Linked DNA regions of Hordeum vulgare: region 2 is linked to region 1. A link is a contact called in public Hi-C data. All regions are on one chromosome and are shown on one strand. The core of a region is the stretch at or near the end of the contact, and the rest is flanking DNA. Distances in the headings are between cores, read along the strand shown.

Region 1 (6,090 bases), core at 1,992-4,491:
TCGTCCCACTGGCGTAGTCGCCCACGCTCTCGGGGGTCCATTGTCCCAGGAAAACTGACCCTGTAGTTGCAAGACCAAACACTAAGCAGGTCGAAGTATGCAAGGAGTGGGATACGAATCAAGATGCGTTTGGCTTCAACTAAGCTCTGATGGCCATGCCTACCTGCATTCTCGATGAGCTCCTCCCATTGCTCGGCTTCCTTTACATTGATGATCAAATGCTCAGGAGCATACGTATTTGAGAATGATAATGCCTGAAAAGGGGGACAAACAGGGGAGGTCAACAATCCTTGAGAACAGGAAGTAACCAGATAGTTCTTAATTCACGACTTCAAATTTCTACAATGCATACTGATAGCTAACTCCTTTTAGAAGCAAGCATCTAAGGACAAAGGCCATAAAACGATAGCCCTTTTGCATCGCAGGCGATGAACCAGGCGGGTATAGTAAGGAATGACACGAACGAATAATTACCTCAACCATATCTCTGGCAAACACAGTGAAACTGTGGCCAAGTGCTTTGGAAGCAAAGTCTCCTCTAGGAAGAGCATCACACTGCTTGCTAACTTCTGCTTCAATGGCACCTAAATCAACACCATCTCCCGCAATAACTAGCACAACCTGACTATCTGGGCCATGTTCTGCCTACAAGATAGACCAACCAACTGTGATCTAACACATACATTAAAATGATTCGCAAATATCAATATTATCTTATCTTTATCAGTTATCCTCAGGTTTAATGAACAATAGTCAACTCAACCTACACACTCTGGCATTACAGAGCAGAGTAACAGGAAGGGAACATACCTGAGATAGCAGATCAGCGGCAACATGAACTGGGTTGGCATATTTGTCAGCAATTACCAGAACTTCTGAAGGGCCAGCAGGCATGTCTATAGAGACCATAGCTTCGCTGTTCTGCAGTCAAATAAGAATAAGAACCACAAAAAGGAATGCACAGAAAGAAGATGCCGGAAAAGGCAGATACAGGTTATGATTTACACAGAAAGAGCAGAATAGACCTGAAGAATCATTTTAGCAGCTGTGACATACTGGTTGCCAGGACCAAATATTTTCTCAACCTGCCAAGCGAGTTACAAAGATAGAATGAGGAACAATCTTTGCATCTAACGAGTGCACACGCCTACATTTGCATAGACATTTTGAGCAGGTTATGAACTGCAAAGAGCATGATATGACTCCACAGAAGTGCTCAACTCAATGAAGTTTTATTTACAGTCCTTTAACAAGTGCATCTCAATACATTGTACAAGTTTCATGATCAAGACATAAAATGCCCTACGGATTTTGAACAAGTAAATCATAGTGGAATAGATCTTGAGCACCTTTGGGCATGATGCAGTTCCCCATGCCATAGCGGAGATTGCCTGAAAGTAGAGAACATTTAAAATAATTGAAGGACATCGATAACATTGAACTACATAGAAACAAACAATATCTCAAAATATCCTTATACCTGAGCGCCACCAGCTTTTAGTATGTGTGTAACACCAGCTTTCTTGGCACAGTACAAAACCTCCTGCACAAAATAGGAATAATGTTCAGATTTCTTCAATTTCACCTTACAAAAACAGCAGCATTTCCATGCCCCACAAAGCGTACCTTACATATGCTACCATCACGACTAGGGGGTGTGGCAAGAACTACAGTTTTGCATCCAGCAATCTGCGCAGGCTGTTAAAAAAGAGAATCCACATGAGAAATTTAAGACAATGAATAACTGCAGGTATCTTAGTATAGAGTATTTGAATAAACATGAGCATACCACAGCAAGCATCAATGCAGTTGAAGGCAAGACTGCAGTGCCCCCTGGAACATACAGCCCGACAGAACCAATGCATCTAGTTATCCTTTTACATCTCACACCCTTCACAAATAAGCATAAGCATATAGAAAGGCCAAAACGTAAATGGGGGCATCAAAGCATCTCTTATTCTCTTACTTTCATATTCTCCACTGTCTTTTCTGGCGACTTTTGTGAAACATGGAAGGCATAAATATTGTCATATGCCACATCAAAGGCTTCCTTCACAGCTGGATCAAGCTGCAAATTTGATGAAGGTAAGACAGCCAAAATCATCTAGCAAATGAAAAAAAAACATCTGAATCTGGACACAAAATATACTGACATCAGGTGTACTTATTTCTAAGGATTAGAAACATCTGAACGCAAGTAGATAAAACCTAGAATGGAATGGCGAGCTGCAACTGAAGAAATAAGGAACCAAACAAGCCATGTATGATATATCAACATGGCATGTGGAGAGAAAAAACTGAAAATTATCTGCTTGTGACTTCGGTTAAATTAACAAGACAAGTGCAGAACGTAAATGCACATCACAAGATGGGTACCTCTGCATCTGGGAGATCCCTAACACGCACAACAGCATTATCGAGAGTGACCTTGTCAAACTTTTCTGTATAACTGAACAGACCATGTACAACAAAGTAAGAAAAGTTCTGCAATAGGCCATGAACAGAACGTTCAAACAGTACACAACACTTACTCCTTAACCGCAGCATCACCTCTGGCTCGCACATCTTCAACAATCGGATTCACCTAATCCCACAAATCAAAATCCCATGGATGTCAGACTAGGGCACAATTTCAACTCCATACCCATGAATAACCTCACTATTATCTTACCGTGCTGAAAATGGAGGTGAAATCAATGCGAGGGCGCGCCTTGAGGCCGCTAACCTCGGCATCGCTGAGATCGGACAGCCTATAGGACTTCATCGCGCAGCTAACACCCAACACTGAAACAACCAAGTAGGCAAATTACAGTCCAGAGAATCTTATCCAACTAGCTTAGGAACCAAAGGCTAACAACAACAGAATACGCAAGTCAAAAGCTCGCACCTTTGGATTTGGGGACCCCGGAGGAGGCAAGACAGAGCCGGTAACCGCGACCGAGGCTGGTACCGCCGGCGAGCTGAGGCGGAGCGCGCAAGCTGCCCATCAACAGAGCCCGATTCAATTCTGTTTCTGGGGCGTTGGAGAATCAGAAGCATGGGGGAAGATACGCTATGGTTAAGCCGAACGGAAGGTAGGGAGACGAACCGAAACCAAACGGCGGCGGTGAAGGGTTTCTACGGCCGGCGGCAAAGCGACGCTGTGAAGGAGGTCGCCGATGTCCGTGACCGTGGTCTACTGTGCTGAGTGCTCCGGCAAAGGAGGCGCCGTCTCAAGGGATGGGGAAAACGAGAGAGTGGCGGCGCTGGATAGGCCGTAGGTGGCGATGCTTATTTTGATGGGCCGAGCCTAGGCGGCCCGAGTGCTGCCACACACATTTGCAGTTCGGACGGTGGGCTCAACATCTTGGCTCAATCCGGTTGCAAAAACACACTTAAAAATAAGGGAAAAGATTACCATCACCTGGCGGATCGTAGCGTCCCATCCGTCACCTTTCTTGCATGACACACATTCAAGTGAGGACCATACCATCATTCGTCGGACGCGTTGGTGCAACATGGAGTATGTTTTTAAAATATATACGGTGTTGCAATTATTTACAACAGGTTTATGTTTTGCAATAAAATCTTTGTTATGAATTTTTTTATAACAAGACCTCGGTTGTAAAAAAATATCTGCAACAAAAATCTAAGTTATAATTCTTTTATAACAAAACAGTTGTTGCAAAAAAATCTGCAACAAGAAAAATGTTGCAGATATAATTTTGCAACAAGACCTGTGTTGCAATGATTAAGATGCGGCTCGCTCGATGCGGGAAATCTAACTGCTCGCGAGCTGGCTAATATTTCAAAAAGATCAGCCAATGAAGGTGTAACACGCCCCTAAAAATAAATCATTTTTGCTATAAATGTTTTAAAATGTAGTCTTGAAATATAGGAGTGGGGCATTTTCAAGACCGAGCTACACGGAGGCCTTGATTTTTCTATTTTTTAAAATTCAAATTTTTTTAGTTTCAAAAAGATCTGGAGAAAATACACAGGTATACAAGGATGCAATGTGTATGTGTGTAAATTTTCAGATCAAATAACTTCAATTGTAAGCTGCGCAAAAAAACATGGACTTTGAAGATGAACAATGCATATGCTAAAAAGCCCGGATTTACTTTTGTATAGCTCCCATTGAACGTATTTTCACCTGAAAATTTACACACATCTACATCATCTCTCTAGGTTTGAACTATTTTTTTGGCTAAAAATTTACACACATCTACACCTACATCAGTCTAAAAAGCCTGCAATTTTTTCAGAATTTTTCCAAACTATTTTTTTGAGTTTGAAGTTTCATATTAAAACCTCCATGAAGTTCGGCCTCCATTTGGAATTTTCATAAAAGAAAAAAACCTTATAAAATATTGAAATGGGTGAAAACTGACTGATACAAAAGATACATCTACAACATTTTGCGGTGTTTACCCTAACACAATATACGGTCTAGGTTTAGGAGAGTGCATTTTTGGAACATGGATACATTGGAGGACTTTATTTTAAATAGTTTAAAAATCAGATTTAAATTTTCAATGAATAAATCCGAACAGAATTCTACATGATCATATGATTGGATATTATACATGTGTAAAGTTTGGTGATGAAACAAGTAAACATGTGAGCTATACAAAAATGACAAAAAGACAATTTCTTAATAGTGAATAATACATGCATTGTTCATCTTTTTAAATTCATGATTTTATCATTTCTGTGTAACTCACATGGTTACTTGTTTCATCATCAAAATTTTCACATGTGTAACATACATACATATGAACATGTGAAATTGTTTTTAGAATTTTTTGAAACATCAAAATACCATTTTGACACTATTCAAAATAAAGGGCTCCAATGCACCCGTCCATCAAAGTGACTTTTTGCTAGGTTTAGGCTCTTTTTGGCATCGTCACAAAAATAGCCCCATTTCAAACAAGTCTTAGTGGAATATTTACAATTTTTCTCATAGAGTTTACTAGACTCGCAATTATTAAAAAATGTTTTATCTCTGCTCCTAGACATCAACCAACAACCCGCTTTCTTCCCCATAGGAAATATCCATTGTTGCTTTCTCATAATATCTATAGCCAGATTTGAAAAATCCAGCACCTCAAACTTCCGTGGACCCGTTCAGGCATTTGCGCGGAGGCATCTAAACAACCCCTCATATCTCGGACCCGACAACCATATACCTCAAATCGGAGTCTCAAATCCATGAAAATTTATGCATGTCCATCATACATGCTAATGCATCACATAAATAGCAAATGTTGGTACCAAAAAATACATAGTTCTTATATAAAATTAATTTTAGGTGCACAATTTAAATATTAGCTCATTCCATTGTGGATCCACATATGCTCAACAAGATTACTGAGTAGTTGCATGCACCTCATGATCTCAAAGATTCTCATGCCGGTTCATAAGCTTGGATTAGCAGAGATCCTCATGTTTGAACCTTTTTTCGTTCAAATTTTAGATCTCTAGAGCTCCAATGAAATTTGGTGAATAAGAAAACTTGGTCTTATGATGTACTGCTCCGTACGGAAATACTTGTCATAGGAACAAATATATCTAGATGTATTTTAATTCTGGATATATCCATTTTTATACATTTGTGCCACAAGTAATTCTGGACGGAGGTAGTACATTTTTTAATGTAACTCTTTGTTTGCCAAAAATCATTTAGTAAAGGAGTGCAACATTTTTGTTGTCCTATGACTATGTTCATGATTTTTCTTTGCACACAATAAAGGGGTCTTGGCTACAGAGGTGAGACCCACATGTCCGGGAACATATTCTTTCCGTGTAGAATCATTTTTATTTCAGCTTCATTAGATGCAGATATTCATTAGATTACATTTTAGCTAGATTTTGTTTTTGTTTTTTCTGTTATGTTTTCTTAGGTATGCTTGCTCTTCTTAAATGCCTTGATGGTTTAGATGAAATGCTAGATTTTGATTTTGATTTTTGTGCGATGGTTTTTGTGCATTTGAATTTGACATGTCCCTTATCTTCGAGGTTATTCTATATTATTCTTAAGGTTTTTTTGAATTTAATATGCTCCAAAAGGAAACTAGGAGGGTCCCCATCTATCTCTCGAATGCC
Region 2 (5,958 bases), core at 1,042-3,541, 220 kb after region 1:
CCCGATGAAGCGTGCCGGCTTCGTGCTCGGGCGGTTGAAGGGAAGGCCAGGAAAAGAACGTGCCCGCCTGCCGAAACCCAACTCCGCGCCGAAACGCACCGTCCAACTGCGACGCGATGGTCCACGGGAGCGGCACTGCTGCGGAGCAGGAGGAGCACCCGCTGTTCCCTGCTTCACAGGCAACAGCGCCGCTCCCAATTTATTTACCCGCCAGGGCGCGGCGAGATCTGCAGCAGCAGCAGCAGCAGCACAGCTCCCGATTTTAATTCCGCGCAGCGCAGGCACATGCGGGGCCGAGGAGACGACGGAAGGTCCCGGTCTCGGCCCTGACACCTGCGAGATCGCGAGCGCCGCGACCGTACGCGGCGGCTTGCTGCTGGGTTTGCTTGCTCGGCTGCGGCTGCAGCTGCTTTGGCCTTTTCGGCAAAATCGACAAATATGACCATAGTAAAAATTTACAAACTGAACTACGTTTGAAAAAAATTCACTCAGCTGACCCTTTTGGGTGACGCCTCGGACGTTGCACATGTTGCAGTGTGACGCCGAGAGTTTAGGCGCCACACATGCACTTATGCTCGGCGCCACCCCGCTCTCCCGCGTCCCCGTCGTCGGTTCCCAGGTCTACTACTTCCCGCACTGCCACTCGGAGCAGTGCCCGACCCCGCCCCGCGCGCCCGCGCACAACCTCTTCCCCTGCACCGTCGCCGCCGTCCACCTCTTCGCCGACCCCAAGACCGACGAGCCCTTCGCTACCGTCTGCCTCGTCCCCGGACCCCACCGCGCCCCCGCGCCAGACCTCCCCCACGCCTCCGCGCGTCGCCCGGAGCCCACGGCGTTCCGCTACTACGCCAAGCAGCTCACGCAAAGCGACGCCAACAACGGCGGCGGCTTCTCGGTGCCCCGCTTCTGCGCCGAGCTCGTCTTCCCGCCGCTCGACTTCGAGGCCGACCCGCCCGTGCAGCGGCTCCGCATGACCGACCCGCTCGGCAAGCACTGGGACTTCCGCCACATCTACCGCGGCACCCCGCGCCGCCACCTGCTCACCACCGGCTGGAGCAAGTTCGTCAACGCCAAGCTGCTCGTCGCGGGCGACGCCGTCGTCTTTATGCGCCGCGCCGACGGGGAGCTGCTCACCGGGATCCGCCGCGCGCCCAGGTTCCCCGCCGTCTCCCAGCAGGGCCCCGAGCGACGGCCCCGCAACGCGTGCGCAGGTCCCACCCCAGGAGGTGGACGACACCGTGCGTCTCGCGGCCGAGGGCGCGCCATTCACCGTCACCTACTACCCGCGCCAGGGCTGTGCAAAAAAGACAAATCTGAGGCTTTTTTACACACGACACTATTCATCATTTCAGGTTATAAATTTGTCTTTTTTGTGCAGATCGTATTTCAAGGTATTTCATCCTAAATTTTTGCACACATACGGATAACATCCTTCTTTACTTTCATATTTTTTTTCAGATTTTTTCGATACCGAAAAGTTTGAATTTTGAATTATTCAAAAATTTCGGCCTCCATGGAGGCCGAGCTCCAAACGTCCGCTCTTGATTTTGCCGGCCTTTTCAGCTTTGGGGGCCCGAGTGCCGTCAACCGGGTCAGTGCAGTTATAGTGTACCGCAGGCGGCACAGACGCCATCTCATGTTTGAACGACCGTGACCGTCTACGTGCGAAATGGTCTCGGTTGGGAGTTGGGACCGCCTGCCTGCCGTGGCTGTTTTTCTTTTTTGAAAATATTTCCTGTGGCTGTTGAACGCAGACTCCCCGGCGGGCCGGTCGTGTCCGCGAACACCACCGGATTTTGTAACGATTTCTTGCTGTATCCCACCATTCCATCCATCACGCGATTCGGTTTCGACCGTGCAAGTCTTGTAAAAAAGAAAACAATTGGAATCCAGCGGAGTTTGTGGCCTCGACACGACCGGAGAAGATGACGGCAGTGCGCCCCTTCCATTAACGCGTCCGCGTGCGCCAAAATAATACGTACATGGTGCGAAGCCCGCAGCCCCCACAGGCCACTCGCTGCCGAGGCAAGCAAGAACTCATGTGTCGCTATCCAATCCCAAGGTCTGTTTACAGCGCTGCCGCGACACGAAGTTTTGGCTTGGCTGGTCGGTCCGTCCGTCCGTACGTTCCTAACTAGTGCATGGACGTGGCCCGTCTCGGACTGCTCGGCTGCCCTCCCTTTTCCCTTTTTCGTTCCTACAGCTACAGGTGCCGACCGTTTCGTTTCGGAAGTTTCAGCGGGCATTTAGGAAAGCAGTAAAGAAGGAAGGAAGAAGCTCGGTCATTTAGGCCTCCTTTTCCGTTCGTTGGTACGTTCGCAGTTGGATTGGAAGCCTCCCAACGAACGAACGAACGAAATACAAGAACATGACGCAGACATGATTGAATTTGCTTTGCTCTGCGCGCACCCATCGAATTTGTTCTCCACTATCCAGACCTACTCTACTCGTACTACTAGTACTAATAAAGCAGAAGCATCGGAGGGAATACATATCCGTAGTGGTTGAGGTCGAGCACAAGACATTGGAGGGGAAACCCCTGCCAAAGATTTTATACCTAGCTTGCGAGCACCAGCCTATTGCCTGTCAGCCTCTGGCTCCAGGCTTCCCAATTAAGAGATACCTTTCTCCTGCCATTACCGAACTTGCTTCATTCCCTTCCTACCGTCGCCTATTGCCCGTCGCCGTCTGCAAAATGCCATCCGCGCTCTAGCCAAACCCCAGAGGGATTCCTCGTGCTCGTGCTCCTGGCGTGGCGTGCCGTGCCGTGGGCGCACGTACGTAACGACGCCTCCACCTACTCATCACTGGGCATGAAGGACCTGGTGTCGTGCTTCAGCGGGCACGCCGTCAGGATCTCCGACGTCGCCTGCTCCGGCTCCGCGGGCGCAAATGCGGCCGTGGCGGCGGCGGCGATGGGGCCGGTGGACGGCGGGGGCAGGGCGGCGGGGATGAGCGCGGTCACCAGCGTGTACCGCTCGCGGCTCTCGGCGTCCGGGAAGGACCTGCTCGTGGACGTCACGTGGGCGCGGTCGCAGGACGGCCCCGCGCTCTCCGTCGCCGTCCACGACGCCGCCGCGGCCTCGCGCCACCAGCGCGCCGGCGGGGCCGCCGCCGCCGCCCCGCGGCACCTGCACAGGCGGAAGGGGAGCGGCACCTTCACCGCGGGCAGCTGCGTGGTGGGCGTGTTCTGGGACTACGCGGCGGCGCGCTACGGCGCGGGGCCCGAGCCCGTCTCCGGGTTCTACGTCGCCGTCGTCGCCGACGCCGAGTTCGTCCTCCTGCTCGGCGACATGAGCCGGGGCTACGTGGAGCGGCTGCACGGCGGGATACCGGTCGCCGAGTCGCGGATGGCGCGGCGGCGGGAGCGGTTCGTCGGGTGCGGGTGCTGGTCCACGAAAGCACGCTTCTTGGAGTCCGGCGCGGAGCACGAGATCGGCGTCGGGCTGGAGGGCGACACGGAGGCGTGGGTGACCGTGGACGGAAGGAAGGTGGTGCAGCTCCGGCGCCTGCGGTGGAACTTCCGCGGCAGCCACACCCTCATCCTCGACGGCGGCGCGCCGGTGGACATGACGTGGGACCTCCACGGCTGGCTCTTCCACGCGATCGACCCCTCCGCCTCGTCGTCCAGCGCCGTCTTCACGTTCCACGCGCGCGGCGCGTCGGAGACGAGGCTGTGGACGGACGACGACGACGGCGCCGCCAGCAGCGACGACAGCGACAAGGAACACGAGAAGCCTCTGGCGCCGGCGCCGGCGCGCGGCCAGCGACAGAAGCAGGGGCCGTCAGGGCAGGGGTTCTGCCTGCTGATTCAAGGCTTCAGGAGCTCCTCCAAGATCACCTGATCTGTACATTCCGCCACAAGATTTCACCAATCTTTTTTCATCTTCTTCTTGGTTTGCGTGCTTGGAAATGAAATTTAGGATGGATGTACTGATTGATGCCGGTTGTGAATTGATCCGATGCTTCACAGAATCACAGGAACGTGAGGCTGTGAATGGTAGTTTTACTGGTCTAAACATTAGTAGACGTGGGGAAGTTCATTGACATTGTTTTTTTTTTGGCTTGCGCGCTGATTTGATTGACACCTGACTGTGAATGTGTTGTGGATTTCAGAAATATACAGCAAAAGTTGCAACATTACATTTTGTGTCAACTGTTTGCTCCTTTTCATTACACTGTTGGGTAAGCTGCTTTGCACCCTTAGAACCGAATTTGGGATTCTGACGCGCAAGAGTGATAAACAAGCAAGTTAAGAAACCTTTATGGATATGTCAAGCCGGGTGGAGATGAGGATAAAAACACTTTTCCTCCACAATCCTTGTCATCCTCTAGCTTTGAGTAAACCGCGCACACAACCATAGCCGTCGCCGACGTCGATTGCGAGCTTTAAACAAAACACAAAACTTGTGTTTGACATATCAACTCTTCTTCTAAAATAAAATCGGGACCCTCTCAATTATTCCAGGACATGACTGCCACTCTAATGAATCCGAGAGGTCCCAAAGAGAAGAAGCAAATGAAACATGGTCCAGCCTTACTGATCTAAACATCGTGGAATTCTGAAGAAGAAGATTCTACTCCTATCAGATATGATTACACAAACAATTGGGAACATTTATCCGATGCAATGGTGGCATAAGTTCAGGATTCGCTCGGAAACCAGAGTCGCTAGCAGTCCTCTAAACGGCTTTGCTAATTTATTGACCTAGTGTTTGCCTTCATTGTGGCCAACTTATGCCATTGACTTGCATAACGATGCTAACTCACCTGCCTCTGCCGAAGGTCAACATGTTAGGCTAGTGAGAACAAGCCCAACTAACCGGCCATTTATGGGATTCACAGTAACACAAGACTACCCACTACAGAAAACTCTCTTAGTTTTGGTTGTAGGTGTTTTCTGTTGGTTAATTCATACTTGCTCCAAGTTATAGATTTGTCCCAAGTCAAACATCTTAAAGTTTGGGGAAAGACTGAAGCTGGAGCTCTCCAGCTTAATTTGCAGGAAGTCATGTTTTTCACAGTTAACTTGACTTTGGCCAAAGCAGCGGCTCAAATAAACATCACTATTTCTGAAATTAGATGGCTGATCAGGCAATATCTGAAGATTTCTTCAGCTACACCAAGCAGAATTTCTTCAGCAATCTTCCACATATCCAGAGATTTTTACAGTGTAGCCCTCAATAGTGCTCATCAGGTTCTTACTAGCAATGCAGAACCTGTCTTTAGTTGTCTCAAACAGGCTCATAGGCAATTTAGCTGCCCCTCTTGCAATATCTATTAGTGCTCCATTGCCCAGGAGTTGTAATCTATGCTGTAACATGTTTGGTTTGAAATGAATTTGGCGCCTTGTGCGCCTCCCACTTGTTAAAAAAAGTTGGAGCAAGTCTAGAAAAATTATATCAACATCTACAACATCAAATGAGTTTCACTAGATTCATTATAAAATATATTTGCATACTCTGAGCCTGTTCGGCAATCCACCGGCTACGCAAAATACAGGAGCGCACGGATCGACACTTTGGCCACTCCAAGAAAATGGCCTGCGGGCCGCTCGGCTCCGGGATGAGGAATGCGCGGAGCTGACTTGTTCGGTGCTGCTTCGGCAGCTCCAGGTGCGGAGCCACGGAGCGGAGAGCTGCCGAACTCTTTATAGAGCTGATGTTGTAGATGTTGACATATTTTTCTATTAACTTGGTCAAACTTAAAAGATGGTTGATTTGGGATAAACTTAGAACTTCAATTATCTTGGAATGGAGGGAGCAGGATATTGCAACAGAAAAGGCATGCACACAATAAAGCTGTAATTCCGGTACATGGAGGATACCTCGCAGCATCCAATGCCTACTTGGAAAAGGGGTGTACTACTTAGCTGGTATATACGTGTTCAAAAAAAAAAACTTAGCTGGTATACATAATACTGTACATTACTATTGTTTTAAAGCTGGTGATTCACGA

What was found. A called contact is a pair of places that touch in the nucleus more often than the background predicts.
Region 2: a contact with region 1 is called in a Hi-C map of seedling, with 6 times the contacts expected there. The contact joins the promoter of LOC123430246 here to the promoter of LOC123426635 in region 1. A contact is called at or near these places in 3 of 6 Hi-C or Micro-C datasets (leaf and seedling) and 1 of 1 datasets of contacts at active chromatin or transcription factors (embryo).

What each region holds. Positions count from the first base shown.
Region 1 is chr2H:455,444,396-455,450,485 of MorexV3_pseudomolecules_assembly, forward strand. LOC123426635 (histidinol dehydrogenase, chloroplastic) reads right to left here and starts at 3,242. Exons shown (of 15, transcript XM_045110496.1): 1 at 3,089-3,242; 2 at 2,888-3,013; 3 at 2,672-2,784; 4 at 2,532-2,584; 5 at 2,377-2,449; 6 at 1,967-2,068; 7 at 1,790-1,891; 8 at 1,627-1,698; 9 at 1,481-1,543; 10 at 1,350-1,391; 11 at 1,026-1,085; 12 at 811-921; 13 at 475-645; 14 at 164-254; 1 more. The coding sequence starts at 2,987.
Region 2 is chr2H:455,668,763-455,674,720 of MorexV3_pseudomolecules_assembly, forward strand. It overlaps LOC123430246, which reads left to right and starts at 2,292. Exons shown (of 1, transcript XM_045114121.1): 1 at 2,292-4,143. The coding sequence starts at 2,814. The coding sequence ends at 3,845.